3 separate regions of the Mus musculus genome follow, and regions 2 and 3 are each linked to region 1. The links are chromatin contacts, called in public HiCAR-type and HiChIP or PLAC-seq maps. All regions are on one chromosome and are shown on one strand. Each heading gives the region's core, a stretch centred on a gene start, on an enhancer-like site or on the middle of the called end of the contact. The rest is flanking DNA. Distances are from core to core; before and after follow the strand shown.

Region 1 (2,700 bases), core at 192-2,691:
TTAGTTGCTGGATTTCTTTTTACACCCTACCTTTCCTACTCTCATGGACAAGAACCAGCATTTTATCTTTTCTCTAATGCAGTTGTGTGAGAGTTGAAGCAGGGAGGATTTTTCGTTTTAGGTATATAACCATTAAACAGCTGTTTCTAAAGAATGAAATCACATGTCCTGTGATAGAACTAGAAAACCCATTGTAGTATCTTTGAGTGAAACAACCTATTTCAAACTATACACATGATTATAGTTGATCCACAAAAGCTCTTTTTGACCAATCTAACAGCAAAAGCATAAATAAATAAGGAGTCCAAGCCGGCTGTTAATTTTTCTTCACCTCTGGGTAAGTATAGGGTATTGCTGGCTGTGTTACTTTTGAGGTTCAAGGGTGATTCTATGGGCCATGATTTTCAGTGTGGATAAATACAGCTGAAGAGACTGATGTGTGACCTTTACTTTCCAAACCAAGAGCATGTGTAATCTACCCACCATTAATGCAGTTAATGCCCACATCCATATGCAGGAGAGACACTGGCTCCCCTTGGCCCTGGCCCTGGGCCTAAATGTTTCAGTGAATGCTGAGCCAACAATCCACAAAGGCTCTGAACAGTCTCCGGGAGCCGCCCCAGACTTCGCGAACAAAAATACCCGTGTGTGTGAACTTGCCTCAGAAACCCTTTCCTCGTGGGTTTGGACAGCAGCATCTCAAACAATGCTTTTGTTCAGTGGAATGATAGTGCTCCCGCAGACGCTTATCAATTATTGACTGCTTTTATTATATTCTTAGAAATAAGGTGACGATAAGCAGCATTGCTAACGTATGACATCCCTTTCATTATGAATGACTGAGTGATTTCCACACATTTTAAACTCCAAATAAGGAGGTGGGGAAAGGGATGGTAAAAAGAAAGACAAACCTCATACAGATTTCACCTCACTAACGACTTAATTGGCATCACCCCCAGGGTGAAATGTCCTAACACCCCACAACCTTTTATGACAGGAAGTGAAAATTCCATATCCAATTGGAGCTACAGGGATAATTTAGGGAGGCAGAATGTAATTATCCAATTAGGAATTTAGCCAGAACAGAAAGGTTAATCCCCCTTAGTCCTTTGAAAAGAGCCCATGGGATCTTTAATGACGACAAGGGGTCAGGACCTGTGTTTTACAACTTAAGCCAAAAAAAAAAAATTATTCAGACTTCTAGCTCACTTTCTGGAAAAACGGAGGAGTTCAAATGCATCCAACTTAAGGAGTTCTCCCATATCAGAACTGATTAAAACTCACCCATTTCCTGTATTCCCTTTTCTAGGTTACAGAGTCACAATGTGAAAGTTGTCTGGGTTTCACAATGGAGATGCGGGCTTGGCTCACGACACGAGTGGCATGCCTTCCTGCACATGAGACAGAAAATGGCAGCCCTGGTGCTGACTCAGGGGTTTGGAATGTGCCATTGATGCCTGGCTTGCCTCCAGCTTCAAGCTCAGGATCTGCCAAGTTGGCAGGCTGGGGAATTCGCTGTGGCAATTTTTCAAAATGTGAAGACTCAGTCCAAGGAGAGATTTTGTTTCTACATTTTAACTACCAGGACAAGTGACAGGGTCCCCTTTGACAAAGAGTCTGGTCTAAGACAGAAGAGCCCTACTCAAAGGAGAACTGACGGCATATTTGCAAGTACCTCTTATACAAATAACATCCCTTTTGGGCATTCATTTCAGAATTCTGGCCTAAGGAAATATGAATTACAAATTTTTTGTCTGGAAAGCACAGAACACAGACTTGCTGGATGTAGCAGAGATTCGCAGGTCTTCCTATCAGACAGAGTCATGTCATGGGTATTTACAAGTGAAACATTGCTTTCCTTTGGAGCCTAGCCAATATGGGATCATGGAACAGAGCTTTTTGAATTTTCAAAGCTGATAGTGAAAGTGGACGAGGAGGGGGAGATCTATAAGCAAACAAGTACAGCTTTGCCACAAACACTTTGGTGAAACTGGAACAGTACACGGGGATGTTGTTTATTTTCTAAAAGTTCCTTTCTGTCCCAGTAGCATTATTGAATTTTTTTTATGAGAGTATCAAGATATATACACAACAAATTAGGTTATTTGTCAGAGAAGGTATTAGCAGATTTGGTTAGTTTTAGTGAATCAATAGAAATTGTGGTCTTGTTCAATGCAGAAGGATCAGGTTTTAACTACTAATAATATGTCAGATTAAAATTATCAATGATTGATATTAGAAAATGCATCAAGCTCCACCTTCATGAGAATATCTAAAAAGCTTAGCCATGTAAAATAGAATATAAACACTGTAATATTTTAGACATATTTTTACTTTTTATAAAAATTCCAAGGAGACATTTTGTGTCAGATAATTTCAGATCCCTAAATAATTCTTTCTGTAAAAAGCAGAATAAAAAGATCATTTGTACAGGGAAAGGTGAGTTGCTGTTCTTCATATGATAATAGAATAATGATTACATTTGTACCAAAAATAAGAAAATACAGTCACCAAGTGAGTGAAATGCAATAAAAAATCTGAAATGACCAGTAATAATTAAAATTAATGTTAAGGTAATTTTTGTTCCCTCTTAATGTATTTAATTTTTATCAGGTCTATTGGCACCCGAAAAGACAAAAAGATCTTAATTCCATGTATTCACGATGGTCTATTTAGACCTTTCGTGGCAAAAATTAAAAA
Region 2 (2,700 bases), core at 195-2,694, 770 kb before region 1:
CTGAACGCCCTCTCCCCTCCTCCCCGAGTGACTGATCAGGATCTAAGGAGACTTCGGAGCATTCTAAGCAGAAGTATGGATTTCTGATGTTCTCTTAAATGCCAGGAAGACTAGAAAATACAACTACTCGCACTGTTGAGTCATCTGGATCAGAACTGACCTCCCCACCTGTCGTGTCTTCATGTGGTCCTGGTTCTGAAGGCTTCGGTTAAGTTATCTTTTCCCTCTTTAGTTGACAAGCAATGATTTCATACACACACACACACACACACACACACACACAAACACATATGACACGGTGGGAAGGATTGTGGAATGATTAAATCAAGCTGTCTTAAATGTCTATGACGTTTTTTTACTGTTCCTGGGGACCTGTAATACATTTCCAAAATTCATTTGCACAACGGTTCTTTTATTGGAGAGCCATGAGAACATAGGTATAGACATGACTCACACAGGAAGTGGCAGGCCTCGGTGTGAATACTACAAGGAGAACTCCGTCCAGTCTCTAACCTGTCCTAGGAGGAGGGCATAGCTGCTCACGTTAGAGAGCTATGTGAGCCTACTTGACAGATTGCAAGGGCAGGCTTATCTCAGCATGGACTTCTGAAGCTGACTGAAGTCACAACACAGACGCACAAGACACTGGAGACTTGCTGATGCCTTTCTGGCAACAAACCAGGAAGAGAGAGGTGTCTGGGCCAAAGAAAGATCCACAAGGAACTTGCAAACCGGAACTGTTGTGCCAGGAAGTACTTCTTTCGTGAACCCAAAAGACCACCAAGGAGCCTTTTCCGATGTAATCACATTAGGGTCTCCTTATTGGAAACCTGAGTTTGGGCTTACACACTGCTGACCCACTGGATAGTTTGATGAAGCAGCCACGGGCTCTCATCAGGACAAAGTTTTATAGGGAAATGGGAGCAAGTGAGGGGGTGGAGGTGGGGTCCATCCTGGCAAGTATTTAATAGCATGACTATTATAAGGTGGGTGGTCTAAAGCAAGACCATGAACAATCAGTCTGATAGTACATCTGAAACAATCAGACTGATCTTTTATTAACTGTTGCTAGGAAGTAGCTAGGGAGTGACTCTGGCCAAGAACAAGATGTGGAGTCCTTCCTGGTACTTGGGTGCAGCTTGGGTTCATCTGGGGGTCAAGTTCTCAGGCTCTTTTTCTTTTTCCTTTTTCTTTTTCTTTTTCTTTTAAGATGGAGGCCAGTTCCAAGATAGAGTAGGTTTTGGCCTCTCAGAACAAGTCAAAACAAATTTATTTTGATGAAAATCAGTCATGGCGCTGGGATTGGTATCAGTCCACGGTGACAGCTAGCTATTGATGAGCCTTGTAGCTATTGACGAGCCTTGTAGCTATTGATGAGCCATGAGAAGAAAGCTATGGACCTATAGCTTTAAAAATTATAAACTCGGGCTGCAACTTTTAAAATTGCCACAAGGCGGCGCGATGTACCCATGAGGAAATCATTCCTTTGGAAAACCAGGGACATTTCAAGTCTTTTGAGCCCATTTCTAAAGATGATTGAGGTCTGGCCGAACAGGAAATAGGGCAGAAGGGAGTGTGAGGAAGAGGAGGCCAGAGAAAGAGATTTATATCCTTGGAAAGCTTCGGAAAGGTGGATGCCTCAGTGTTTACAGGGCTGTTAGGGTCTGTTTTCCCGACTGCACTAAAAGCTCAGCTTCATCCTGAGGAGAACTGAGAGGGTAGTTGTTCCTATGTGACTCTCCATGTAGCAATCCAGGCTTGGGAAAGTCTCGCCGGTTCTCCAAAGGCTCCCTTCGGAGAAGTAGAGCAGGAACTCAGGTTAGCACAGGATTAGTGAGTCTGATAAATGTTTTTCAGGTGCAGTTTTGGAGAGATCCTGAGTCTCAAGCTGTCCCTACACCAGAATGTCTGCTAAAACAAAAAACAAGACAGCCAAGAAGGAAAAAGGAGAAGTGGCGGGACACTGGCTTAAGAGAGTTCATAGGCTGCCCAGATTCTTTCCCTCAGAAACAAGATCGCTCTAAACAACAGAAAGTTCCCGGAAACATGGGGAGTTAGGACTCAAATAAGAGCTGATTTGGGGCACACACACACACACACACACACACACACACACACACACATGCTTCTCACTGGCACACTCACACACACACATGCTTCTCACTGGCCCCCACACACAAACATACACACTTCTTACTGGCCCACACACATTTCTCACTGGTGTGTGTGTGCATGTGTGCGCATGTGTGTGTGTGCGCGTGTGTGCACATGTGTGTGTGTGCGCGTGTGTGCACATGTGTGTGTGTGCGCGTGTATGTGCTCGTGTGTGCGTGTGTGTGTGTGTGTGTGTGTGTGTGCACGTGCACACACGCACCTCTCTATTTGCCACAGCATGAACTGCAGAGCTGACAATCTCCAGTTCACATTATAGTTAAGTGGTTTCTCCATCAATCTCCACAGTTAAAAATACATCACACAAATTACTATGCTGCCTGGTGAAAATCCGTGAGACTCTTGTTTTCTGCCATTTATTTCTAAAACATTTTGGCACTTTCTGCAGAAGTCGTCGCCTTCTCGGTCATGCTGGGGGCCTCTCCGTTTTAGGTTGTTATTAAGCCAAGAATCCTGGAGATCCACAGAGAAACAAACGGGGTATCAGGAAGGCCGTGCCGGGGACACAATTAACTACAGCAGGCAGAC
Region 3 (2,700 bases), core at 170-2,669, 890 kb after region 1:
GGTTTTGTTTTTTTTTTTTAATCTGAAGAATGCACAGGAGCCTCTTGCCTTGTAATACACAGTCTGTCTCATTCATAAAATCTTGTCCTGGAAAAAGCCTCATTCATTCCCACAGAAGAGCCGCAGTTGGGAGGGCAAGGGCATTCAAAACCTTGGGAGATAGGAGACAATAGCGGAGCGCTTGGCAGCCGCTCCTGGGCGGCGTTAGCAACGTGTACCGACGCCAGGGAGAGGATAAAACGCTGTAGTTATTTACTTGTCTCTTAGGAGCAAAAGAGTCTCTTTGCCTCTAATATAGATGCCAAATCCTCAGGACCCAAGCGAGGAAATGATGAGCTGTGCGGAGGATTGGCACGAAGTCCTGTGCTCCGAGATAGTGAGGCATTTTGCTTGAAAGCATCCGTTGTTTAAAGAGAAAACGAGAATTGTGGGATTTTGTTGTCAATCAAGGGTCAGCAGCTTCCTCTCCCACTGGACGCTCACACACAAGCCCCCCCCCCCCCAACACCCGGACCCTCCTCCCCCATCCTGCCAGAAAGCCAGGCTGTCCTGTTCCTTGGCCACCAAAGGCCAAGGCTTCCCTTGCAGAATCTCAACGCAGTTGGTAACTTCAATCTTGCCAACGCTTCCCACGTTAGTAATCACCAAATACTAAACATGACAAAAATTCAGACAAATAGGGCATCCGTCCGGTGTAACTCCGTTTGCCGAGAGCCCTCCAGAATCCGGAGCACAATAGGTCTGTGTTTATTTTTCCACCAGTAGCATAATGTGACTGATTTACAAGAGTTTCACTGGAGTGGTAATCTGACAGTGATGAAGGGGCTCCTCACTAGCGCAGTCGCTCACACTATCATATTAGTTGCCTCTAGCAAGGCAGTGTGGTCGATAATTGGAACGCTTTTATGTCTAGTGGTTCTGACAAACCTCTTCTTCAGGTCACATATGGGCGGTCTAGCTCTCTACTCAGCCCAACAGTGGCAAATACTTTAGACTGAGAAAGTATTGTTCTCTTCACATTGTAGAGCAATGGCAGTTCAAGGGAAGTGAGGCTGCGTGCCGGCTACCTGCTGGTGTGTAGTAAAATGAAATGGACATGATACCGAGCCGGGAGTACAATTAAATCTATTTTGCACCAATGTGTTGCTGGACAGATGAGTTTCCACATGACAGAACTTTATGATCTTTAAGGTAGACTGAACTAATAGATTGGTGTGGAGCGCACTGAAGTTACCAAGGACTGGAAAGCAGGCAGTGGTACATTTGAACTACAGGTTTCTCATATGCCCCGCGTCATGCTGAGTTTTTATAGCTCCTGGCTTTCAAAAAGCCTGTTTCAAAGAGGTTTGCGCTAGACTGGGCATGCAGTTTTGCTCTGCAGATATTGTCGCTGCCGATTTAGTGGAATGCAATTAGGAAGCCTAAATTAAGTGGTAATGGAGAACCAGCTCTTGAAACTGGGGTTTCCACGGCAACCGCTGCTTACAATACAGCCTTCAGTTAGTTTTCCCACTTTATCTGCAAAATGCACAATTGAGCTTTAAAACAGCTCGGTACTGAAAAACGCACTGTAAACAACTGTTTGCAATGAGAGTTTTACACTGTCTTTAAATACAACAAACCATCACATAAAATTTACTTGCCCGCACTAATAATGTGAAATCCGGTTGCGGGTCGGGTGAGGAATTTTTTTTTTAATGTGTTATTCCTCTGTCACCATCGGATTTATTTTTAAGGAGAGATGTCACGAGTCATTAGGTCGTTCAACTTTGGTCATCCCTGCACTATTTTCAGCTCCCCTGACAATCTGTGTATCCCAACAGTCCTACATTAAGACACATTTTCTCTCTCAGCACGCAGAGCATTGTCTTAAATAATTGTATAATGCTCTTTGTCAATATTCCTTTTTCTCTAACAACACTTTGTAGATGTTTCTTGTAGTTTCACCTTTATAGCATACTGTACACCTGCAAGATTTTCATATTTACTAATCTGGACTTTTCCTTTCTTCAGATGAGACCAACATTCCATCTCTCTATATATTTAAAGGTTAACCAACCAGGAAGCTCTTGTGCCATTCTAACAGACAAGACAGTTGAAATATAGCAAGAAGTAGGTGTATTTTCCACCACACAGTTCTTTGAAGTGACTATGGGGGATTTGCACCTTTGTAAAATTCATTTTCTTCTATGGTAGGGAATCTGTATTTTATTATACAGGGCTGGCACTTTTGTTTCCCTGTGTCAGGGTTATACGCATACTCCCATCAACGACCCATGCATACTTTTCTCTGCACAGGAGGAAAAAAAAATCAAATTGAGTTCTGCAAAGAGGAAAGAAGGATAGAATCAAATTTGGGGTCTCCTAGCTATAACACTCTGTTTAATTGCCAGTCTTAACAGGGTGATCACTGGAACATGTCTGGACAGAGCCAAGCAGCTGGTGGGAACTCATGAATCCGCCACAGCCCAGAAGGTAATGTTCCCCGGCAGTTTGTGTTCTCGCAAGGTTGGCGTATTATACGTGTGTTATTTTCACTGTGAGAACATGCAGAGAGAAAGGCATGGGTGGGGGTGGGGGGGGACAGAAAATGAGACAGGGGGGGGGGAGAGAAGGAGAGAGAGAGATGGAGACAGAGACAGAGAGACAGGGAAACACAGAGAGAGACAGAGAGAGAATAAGACCTGTTACTCATACGGT

The links. HiCAR-type assays count read pairs that join an accessible place to other places. HiChIP or PLAC-seq counts read pairs in DNA pulled down with a chosen protein or histone mark.
Region 2: an H3K27ac HiChIP or PLAC-seq map of stem cell-derived neural progenitor cells shows a contact between it and region 1, with 6 times the contacts expected there. The contact joins two enhancer-like sites. A contact is called at or near these places in 2 of 484 Hi-C or Micro-C datasets (neural progenitor cells and stem cell-derived neural stem cells) and 2 of 115 datasets of contacts at active chromatin or transcription factors (astrocytes and stem cell-derived neural progenitor cells).
Region 3: a HiCAR-type map of astrocytes shows a contact between it and region 1, with 3 times the contacts expected there. The contact joins two enhancer-like sites. A contact is called at or near these places in 2 of 115 datasets of contacts at active chromatin or transcription factors (astrocytes and stem cell-derived neural progenitor cells) and 1 of 9 other capture datasets (embryonic tail).

Annotation. Positions count from the first base shown.
Region 1 is chr1:41,651,405-41,654,104 of GRCm38.p6, forward strand. No RefSeq gene overlaps it. Among named protein-coding and RNA genes, the nearest start is that of Gm35935, 79 kb to the left of the region's middle. Within about 2 kb of position 1,442, at least 64 of the 459 cell types and tissues checked have an H3K27ac peak or open chromatin away from gene starts, as enhancers often do. A contact at or near this core is called in astrocytes and stem cell-derived neural progenitor cells, where this site is marked.
Region 2 is chr1:40,877,792-40,880,491 of GRCm38.p6, forward strand. No RefSeq gene overlaps it. Among named protein-coding and RNA genes, the nearest start is that of Tmem182, 74 kb to the left of the region's middle. Within about 2 kb of position 1,445, at least 10 of the 459 cell types and tissues checked have an H3K27ac peak or open chromatin away from gene starts, as enhancers often do. A contact at or near this core is called in stem cell-derived neural progenitor cells, where this site is marked.
Region 3 is chr1:42,538,957-42,541,656 of GRCm38.p6, forward strand. No RefSeq gene overlaps it. Among named protein-coding and RNA genes, the nearest start is that of Gm46089, 33 kb to the right of the region's middle. Within about 2 kb of position 1,420, at least 59 of the 459 cell types and tissues checked have an H3K27ac peak or open chromatin away from gene starts, as enhancers often do. A contact at or near this core is called in astrocytes and stem cell-derived neural progenitor cells, where this site is marked.